3 separate regions of the Gossypium hirsutum genome follow, and regions 1 and 2 are each linked to region 3. Evidence: chromatin contacts called from public Hi-C data. All regions are on one chromosome and are shown on one strand. The core of a region is the stretch at or near the end of the contact, and the rest is flanking DNA. Distances in the headings are between cores, read along the strand shown. Region 1 holds the start of LOC107951235 (protein TIFY 4B). Region 2 holds the start of LOC107951271 (ETO1-like protein 1). Region 3 holds the start of LOC107951221 (protein LIFEGUARD 2).

The links. Hi-C and Micro-C count contacts between places; a contact is called where the count stands out from the background.
Region 1: a Hi-C map of leaf shows a contact between it and region 3, with 3 times the contacts expected there. The contact joins the promoter of LOC107951235 here to the promoter of LOC107951221 in region 3. A contact is called at or near these places in 10 of 34 Hi-C or Micro-C datasets (hypocotyl, leaf, petal and 1 more).
Region 2: a contact with region 3 is called in a Hi-C map of leaf, with 1.8 times the contacts expected there. The contact joins the promoter of LOC107951271 here to the promoter of LOC107951221 in region 3. A contact is called at or near these places in 4 of 34 Hi-C or Micro-C datasets (all in leaf).

The regions. Positions count from the first base shown.
Region 1 is chrA08:11,513,472-11,516,449 of Gossypium_hirsutum_v2.1, forward strand. It overlaps LOC107951235 (protein TIFY 4B), which reads right to left and starts at 1,538. Exons shown (of 10, transcript XM_041075854.1): 1 at 1,197-1,538; 2 at 940-1,082; 3 at 630-799. The coding sequence starts at 1,314.
Region 2 is chrA08:11,487,490-11,490,561 of Gossypium_hirsutum_v2.1, forward strand. LOC107951271 (ETO1-like protein 1) reads right to left here and starts at 1,625. Exons shown (of 5, transcript XM_016886269.2): 1 at 567-1,625; 2 at 1-476. The coding sequence starts at 700.
Region 3 is chrA08:11,652,463-11,655,398 of Gossypium_hirsutum_v2.1, forward strand. It overlaps LOC107951221 (protein LIFEGUARD 2), which reads left to right and starts at 1,648. Exons shown (of 4, transcript XM_016886188.2): 1 at 1,648-2,261; 2 at 2,359-2,472. The coding sequence starts at 2,012.

The DNA of each region.
Region 1 (2,978 bases), core at 288-2,787, 140 kb before region 3:
CATTCCATTTTAATGGTGAGACCAATCAACTACTCTATTATAACAGTTATAGTATCAAGATCCCTCTAGAGTTACACTGTTATGACTTACAAACTAAATAAATCAACAGTTAGGGTAACACCACCTCATTTAACATATGTTTAATACCAGCATCCATCCCCCCATGCATCCCATGCCACTTGTGACACAAATATGCACCATCTAGTTATACACCAATTTATGGTTAGAACTTTATTGCATAGCAATGTGAATAACTCATAGGATCGTCCAGATTGTACGTCTAATAGTGTTGGGGGGGGGGGACTTATGATTGGAAAGCCGTTATTGTTGACCGATAGACTTGATAATAATTGCAAGCAAAAAATCCGGAAAAGTAAGATACCAAGCAGATATCCGTGCACATGTGCAAATTCTCGTTCCATTCACGTTGAAATGATAATTTTATACCGTTGACTCTAGAAACATTCAGTCACGAACAAGCTTGACCAAAATAATATTGGATCTAATTTCCTATAGAAAAGGATACTCAAGGCCCTCAGATGCTTTGAACTTAGGTCAAATGCTTTATTCCATGCAAAACTAGGGTTATTAGAACATGGAGACAACAGAGAGTAAATTTAACAAACAACCTTGGAGAAACAGAATCATTAGCAGAGACGGCGGTTTGAACGGAATTTTCGCGAGAAAATTTGAATTCCGAGGGATCTGAACGGATGCGAGGAACGGATTCGTTTACCGGGACCGAGATCCCTTTATGCCGTGTCGTTTCATTCGGTTGAACGGTTGAATCAGAAACGAACTGCAAAATTTCTTATTTAATTCAACTGGTTTGACTAAAAGAGAAAAGTTCCAGAGATATGTGTCCTGCTTTTCATGCCTCGAACACAAAAAAAAAATTTAAAATATATTTATACGAAATAATAAAAAAATTCCACGCACACGAGGCGGATTTTGCGGGAAGGGAACGTGAAGTTTCTTGGAAGCTTCGACAGCTTCAGAATCCGATGTCGTTTCTAGAAGAGTTTTCAGTGAGATGACCTGCTGAATCGCCTGCGATTTGTTCCACGAAGGTCTCCGCATCCCTACGAGCAAAGAAAAACAAAAGGATTTCAAAATTAAAAACAACACACACTCTCACACACACTTTCCAAAAGAGGCAAACAGAAAGGAAAAAAAATAGAAGAAGAGAAAGAGACCTTTTTCTTTGAGGTAAAGGCGGCAATCTTCGCGAGTGACCTGAGAAATGTCATCCTCGGTGAGCTGGTTGAGAGGCTTGTATAGAGGTGACCGGGAAACCATTTCTCCCGTTGACATGGCGTCAGGTTTCCAGCTAACTAATCAACTGCTGCTTTTGGAGCTCTCTAATTTCTTAGTTTCTTCGCCAAGTCGCAGTGAGGTAGATCGATTGAAGAATAAAGGATTTCCCTTTTTACTCTCGTCAATGATTTTCTGAGATTACTAATTTCGTAATTTAGGAACCGTTCCAGGGGCTTTTTTGTTAAGAGAGATTCGGAAAAGGAAGGGCGTGAGTTCGAGAGAGGCTTTAGGCTTAGGTCGCGGGCTTTTTTAATTTTTATATTTTTTATTCAACTTTATGTAAAGTTATTGCCACCCCAGGATGCCACGTAATTGTTCGCTTTTCGTCTATTTACCATATTGACCCACTAATATACTGTATGGTCATAAAAATCTAAAATGCATTTAAACAGTACAATTTGTCTGGTTTCGGTGGGTAAAATAATGAAGGCTGTATAGCTCCAATTTTTTAAATCATGAAGGTGGAAAGCAATGTTTTGGGAAGCTGGTTTGTGGTTGAAGATCACAAGTTTTTTAAGGGTTAACGAGGGGTATATGTTAGAAAATTGGACATTACATATATAATAAGGATAATTACATATTATTTTTTATTATCATGATAGGTTAACTTAAATTAAAAGTAATTTAATTTGGTTAGAATTTTATTAGGCTTTTAATTATTAAATAAAATATAGGTCAAATATGTGTAGATACTCTTCTAATTAAATTCTAATTAATGATGGGCTAATTAGAATTTGATTAGAACTAATATGCTAAGCTTATAAATATTAGGATTATGCTCCCCAAATTATACACAAGATATATTTTCTAAGATCCCACTATTAGGAAAGAGGGAGCAGATATTCTCTGAATTTCTTGTGTGCTAATTTGGAAGATCAAATTCCCAAAATCCAGAAAGTTTTAAGGAATCCATGGATTCAAGTACGCTTCCGCATCTAGTTTTGTTCTTAATTTATTCTTGATAATATGACATGACAGATCCTAGTTTATTAAGTTGTATTTTAGATTTATTTTATAAATCTAACAAGTGACATCAGAGCCTCTTCATATCGAATCATTGGGAATTGATTCAGGTTCTTCATTTGAATAATTGATTCATAAAATTTAATGGGTTTTATATTTCGAATATATATGTTGTTTTTTTGAAGATTTATATTAAAGTTTTTTATTATATTGAATTCATATTAAAAAAATTTTTGGGTGATTTTCGAATTAATAGATTCAATTATAAATTTTAAAATATTTGTGTAATATTATTTGATACCTACGTTTTTAAGCTTTATTTGAAAATATTGTCATTCAATTCCTGTATATTTGCAAGGCATGTGATTATCATTATTTTAATCATATATGACATTTAAAAATATATATAAATGTATATATAGAAATTGATTCATATATTTGTTTTGTTTATATATATAAATATATAATATATGCATGCTTTGATTGGTTTATTGTATGTGGTTTTTGGAAAATTATATAAATATATATGTTTATCTTTTAATTTGATTGAAAGATAAAATTAAGGTAAATATTTTGGAACAAATAAATTCAGATTTTGACTTTTAATTAAGGATGTCTAATATTTTAAATAAATTAGTTGAAACAAAAATGTTGCCAAAGTGACCTCTTTTGTGTAGATTAGTTTATTTGAAATATTA
Region 2 (3,072 bases), core at 375-2,874, 160 kb before region 3:
AAAGAGAAGCTATTTTCTGCCTACGGCAAACTATTTTCTCATCTCCTATCCAAAAGTTCACATTTTTCAGGCTCTTTTCCCCATCCGTCACAACGGTCTCCTGCGAAGCCCCATCCACCTCAACCGGAAACTGAGAAGCAACATCCATCGGTCCAAACTCTTGTGCACATTTATTGCAAGTTGCAAGCAAGTCAACAATAAGTTCTTCCCCTTGCTTCTCATACTTCAACCATGCCACAAACACAAGCCTCTCATGGACCGTCCCAGCCTTCTGCCAAGCAGACCGGAGGCTTCCCCGCATCAATTTGGTTTCCCCAAGCCCTCTAAAGATCTGAAATTGTAATAAATACAGATTCGACCTCTCTTGCAAAGAACACGATTCGAGTTCTTCATGAATTTGAGCTAAGACTTCTACATAATCAACAGGTTTAAAGAATGGCACTATGGGTGGCTCAGGAACCTTGATAAATGATTCTCTACAACAATTATACCAACAAAACAATCTCAATAAAAAAAATGAAAACCATAGAAGAATCCCAGAAATGAACCAAAAAAAAAAAACTTACATGGATGAAGAGGCGGTGGTACATGAAGATGATAGTTTGGAAAATTTCCCTCTTTCAACTTGGAGCCAAGACTGAGGATTAATGGCATTGAGCTGTGTTTCTTTACATGAATCAGATGGAAGGAAAGCCCTCATTGGGCATAACAGATTAAACAAGTCCCAGATCTCCACAATAGCCAAATTGGGTCTTTTCTCAAAAACTCAAAAAGTAAAAATAAACCAACAAAAAATCCTTCAAAGAAAGGGAGAAACACAGAAGTAAAAAGAGGAAAAACAGTCACACTAATCCTATTTAGTAAATGAAAAAAGAAAAGCACTTCCTACCTCACCAAGCAACAAAGTTTCTATTGTAAACATTTAATACAAGCAAACAAAATTCCAGAAACAAACAATCATTCACTATATTTTCAATATGGGTATCTTATAACAAGCTGGGACAACCAAGAATTTACACAAAAAATAGTGGGCTTCACAGTAAAAAAAAAAATTCCTGGTTGATTCTATTCCACAAAAGAAAAAAAATGAAGATCAACTAAGTTTTGGTGTTAAAACAATTAAGTAAATGGTCTTTGCTAAAAAGAAAATAGTTTTAAAAAAAAACTAAATTAGAAACTACCAATTAGCCACCAACATCTAACAGTTAACCAAAGATCTTTACCCCAAAGGCTACCAAAACCCAAATTATAGCCTTTAACAATAAAGCCAAAATTTTTTTTTAAAAAAACAACAATAAAGCCAAAACACCTTAACAAACACACTCTTATGATAGAGACAGAGAGAGAATTGGATTTTGGGGGTTTGGAAAATTTGAAGAAAAAGCAGAGCTGAGACTTTTTAGAAGGCAATGGGATGGGAGATCAAAGTTTGAACGAAGTGTGGGAATCCAAAAGGGAAAATATTTTCTTAGTTTTCCACCTTCCTATGCTTTTTGTAACGTTTCTTTTGTTTGGTAGAAGGGAAAGTTTTTCCTTTTACTTTTTTCTCACACTTTTCCTTGCGTTGGAGACCAGAAAGATTGCAGGCATCTACTGTTTGTTGGAAGTACCCCCAAAGAATAACTAAAATAAACATCAATCCATATATTAATTACATATACATACGTGTCATAGGTCTAATTTTACTTTCAGTCCCTATACTCTTTGCAATTTTAAATTTTAGTCAATCTATGTTTATAATTTAGTTTTATACCTGTCTATAGGTAAATATGCATTTAGTATCTGAATTTGGCTTCAAGGTTCAAATTGGTATCTAAATTTTCTTTTTCTGTTCAAATTAGTACCTGAACTTAGCTCCATAGTTCAAATTGATTCAAATAAGTCATTTACCATAAGTACTAATTTGGATGATAAAGCCAAGTTTAGGTACCAATTTGAACCAAGAAACTAAGTTCAGGTGCCAAATTGGACTAAAATAAGTTTTAGGTACCAAATTTAACCTTAAAGCCAAGTTCAAGTACCTAATTAGACAAAAAAACCCTTAAGTATTAATTTGAACCCTGAAGCAAATTTCAGGTACCAAAATGTGTTTTATTCCCTTGTTTAATTTAACCAGTAAATTTCAATAGACAATATTGTGAATGCACTCCCCTTAATTTTAAATATGTATAATTTGGAGGGTTAGTTTTTTTTTTTTAATTATCATGTGTTTTTTTATTTGCGGAGTAGTTTATTAAATATTTTCTCAAATTTTAATCATTTGAAATTATTTTAATGTGAATAATTGAATAGATTTATATTTGATGCATTGTCTGTGTATAAGTATATATTATTAGTGAATTATATACCACCTATTAAAAAATATATATTTATATTAAACCTTTAATTGAGTTAATGTCACGAGTCAATCAAAGCATCAACTTAGTTAAAAATTATTAAAATGACATTTTGCATACAAAATAAGTTATATAATCATGAGTGCACCTAACTAAGGGTTGAATAGTCTGCTTGGCCCAGTAAGCTCAGCCTGATTCAAGTTGAGCTTGGACAATGATTTTTTCACTTCGGCCCGACATGAGCCTACCCAATTTCAATTTAAATAATAAAAAATATTTTTAAAATTAAAATTAAATTACAAAAATATATAAAATAGTAACTAAAATATATTTTTCATATTATATTAATTTTTAAATAGTAAAATGAATTTTTTGGCAACCCGGCCCGAAATCAAGTTTGGGCTTGACAATATTTGAGAATCAGGCATTGACTTAATCCGGCCCATGGTTACCTCTAATCATGAGGATATTTTTGTCTTTTTATATTTTTTTATATAAACTCAATAAATTTTTAATCTTAGTGATATTTCAACCTATGATGTATAATGAATTTTATATATTTAATTTTACCATTTTAACTAAATATTCGTTTGATTTTTATATAAACTTTTGACATTATTAATTATATAATTTTTTTTCACTGATATTATGAGTGCACTATAATCTAATATATATATATATAGAATAATTATATTTATTTTAATATTTTACAATTACCCATTAATTTATTAATTAC
Region 3 (2,936 bases), core at 398-2,897:
ATCATGGATGGAATTTGAGTTGAAACAAAATTTTAAGTTTGAACTCGGTTCAACTTAAAAAATAGACATAATTTTTTTTCTTTCTTTTTAGATGAGTTAAAATCGAACTTTTTTTTGTCTCCTAATTTTAATTTAATTCGTAAATTGTAGATAATAACCGAAAGTTCTAACAAAGTAAAATAAAAATTCAGAAGAAAACTCTTGAAAGGAAAAAAAACAGGAATTTGCTTACAAGGAACCATCTCATAAAGTATATGCTTTGATTAAATTGCTTTCATATATATATACTTCTTTCCTCGGCGACATCCACAATAAGTTAGATTGGTTACATTATAAAATATATTTTAATTGACATTATGGGACAACATTCCATTACAATCATAGAACCCAATAAAAGTAATTAATTGACAAACCAAAATTCGAAAAAGAATCACGGCTTTTATATATATATATATATAAATAACATTAAAAATTAATTAAATAATAAATTAATTAATTACGAAAATAAAATATTTGTTATCAAACCTCTTTTTACCAAAGAAAAAATAAGGGATTAATTGTCAGGTGTTGAAACCACAACTTTCAACCATCTTTTTCTCTAATAGAATTTTTTAAAAACAAATTATCAGTGCCACTAATGTGTTAGGTGACATCAAAAAATTATTTTTTTTCACTTTTTTTTGGCTCTTTTAGCCAAATCCATTTTATTTTTTTAAAAGGGCAACATCCAAAGTTAATTATAATAAACACCCCATTTTCGTAATTAATTTGTTTCCTATCCATTTTTGTATTTAATTATTTTTTAATATTATTTTTATAAAAAAATTTCTAATCACATATTTCTCCAACATATCTCATTAGGTTTGAGAGCATGTAACAAAGGAGGTAATTTTTGAACAAGCGTGATCAAATATGTCATTTCATATATCTCATTCCCAATCAGTTGTGAAAAAAATTGTTTATCCCTGCGTTTTTTATTTTAGAGTTTTTAGCTCAACATTCTCTTATAAATCTCCATTCACCAAACATTACAATTAAAGGGTTTGATTACTCAATCATCTATTTATGCTCAAATCAAGTAAAAAAAAAGCCCAAAACTCTTATTATTAAACACTCTCAATACTTTTTTGAGAATAAGAAAAAGAAATCAATATTTACAAAAGTCTATCCTTAAAAAAGTTAAAATATAGGTTATAAGTTCTTGTATTCTTCATAAATTTTAATTTTAATCCATATACTTTTATATTTAAGAATTTAGTCATCTTATCATATTTTAAAATTCAAGTCTAAATGGTAATACTGCTAAAATTATTTTGTTAAATTTAGGTTTACTATAATATCATTTTTGTAGTTATATTGCTATTAAGTGAGCAATTTTTTTTATTTCAAAATATCATACCAACAAATTTAACAATAAAAATTTAGCAATACTAATTGGGTCTGAATTTCGAAATCATAAAAGTAGAGAGACTAAATTCTTAAAAATAAGAGTCAAAAGAATAAATTCCAAATTTAACAATAAAAATTTAACAGGACTAACAATTGAATCTAAATTTTAAAATCTAAAAAATAAAGAGATTAAATTCCTAAAATAAAAATCAAGAAATTGAATTCTAAATTTACAAAAAATACACATTCAAACTTAAAATATATTTTTTTTACAAGAACCACAAAGTAAATAGAGGAAAAAACGCAATTTTCTTTTGTGGAAACAAAAGAAGTTATATAAAATTTTTCTAGATTAATTAATTTAATTGACGGAGTGAAAAGTTTGGTATAACAATTTCTTAGACTGAAGAATCAAGTTCCCACAAGATTTTCGTAACTATAAAATCGCCGTTTTTATATTAGATCCTATAAATTTCATCCTTTTTCGCAACCGATAAAAAAAACCCAATCCAACAAAAAAAAGTGAAATCCAGCACAAAAGTTAGAAGCAATTCCCCCCATTGTTTTTCAACTATCTATTTTTGAATTAATACTTTGAATTTGTATTCAATTTTTTAGGATAATGTGTAGTCCGGCGGAGAGGAAAGGTGATGCAGAGGCCGGACCACAGCCTTTGTATCCGATGATGCTGGAACCGCCGGCGTTGAGGTGGGCTTTCATTCGGAAAGTTTATTCCATCGTGGCCCTTCAATTGTTGGCTACGGCGGGGGTAGCGGCGACGGTTGTTTTTGTCCATCCGATAGCTCGTTTCTTCGTCAGCACCGGGGCTGGCTTGGCTCTTTACATAGTCCTAATCGTCACGCCTTTCATCAGTGCGTGCTTTTTTTTTTTTTTTTGCTTTTATATTCTTCTGTTATTTTTGTTGTTGGTTATTTGTGAATAAGATAGAAATGTGTTTGGCGTTGGTAGCTCTTTGTCCGTTGTATTACTTTCACCAGAAGCATCCATGGAACTATCTTCTGCTTGGAATTTTCACCATTTCTCTCGCGTTTGCTATTGGATTGACCTGCGCTTTTACTCAAGGTATCATATCTGTGTATACAACACATTCAACAAAATATCTTATGTTTTTATGTTTTTTATTATTCAACTTAAAACTTTAAATGTTAAGATTTTTAATTTTACCTTTTAATCAAAATTTCATCTTAATTTATATAATTTTATATATTTATTTTTCATATTTTTCTTGACTATTATTTCATAATTTAGTATATATTTTATATAATTGTTACTAATTTTATATTACTTATAAAATCCTTATGGTTAATCACTTAGAAAATTATTTAAAAATTAATAAATTTTATTATAATAATATTTATGTCTTTTTGTTGATTTTATATATCTTTCTTCTGTGATTATTCAATTTCACAAATCAATTCAATAAATTAACTCAATCATGAGATTATTTAAATATTATTTTTATAGCTTTTTTTAAAACATATTATATGAAATTTTTAAATAAAACAATTAAAATTACATGTATAGGA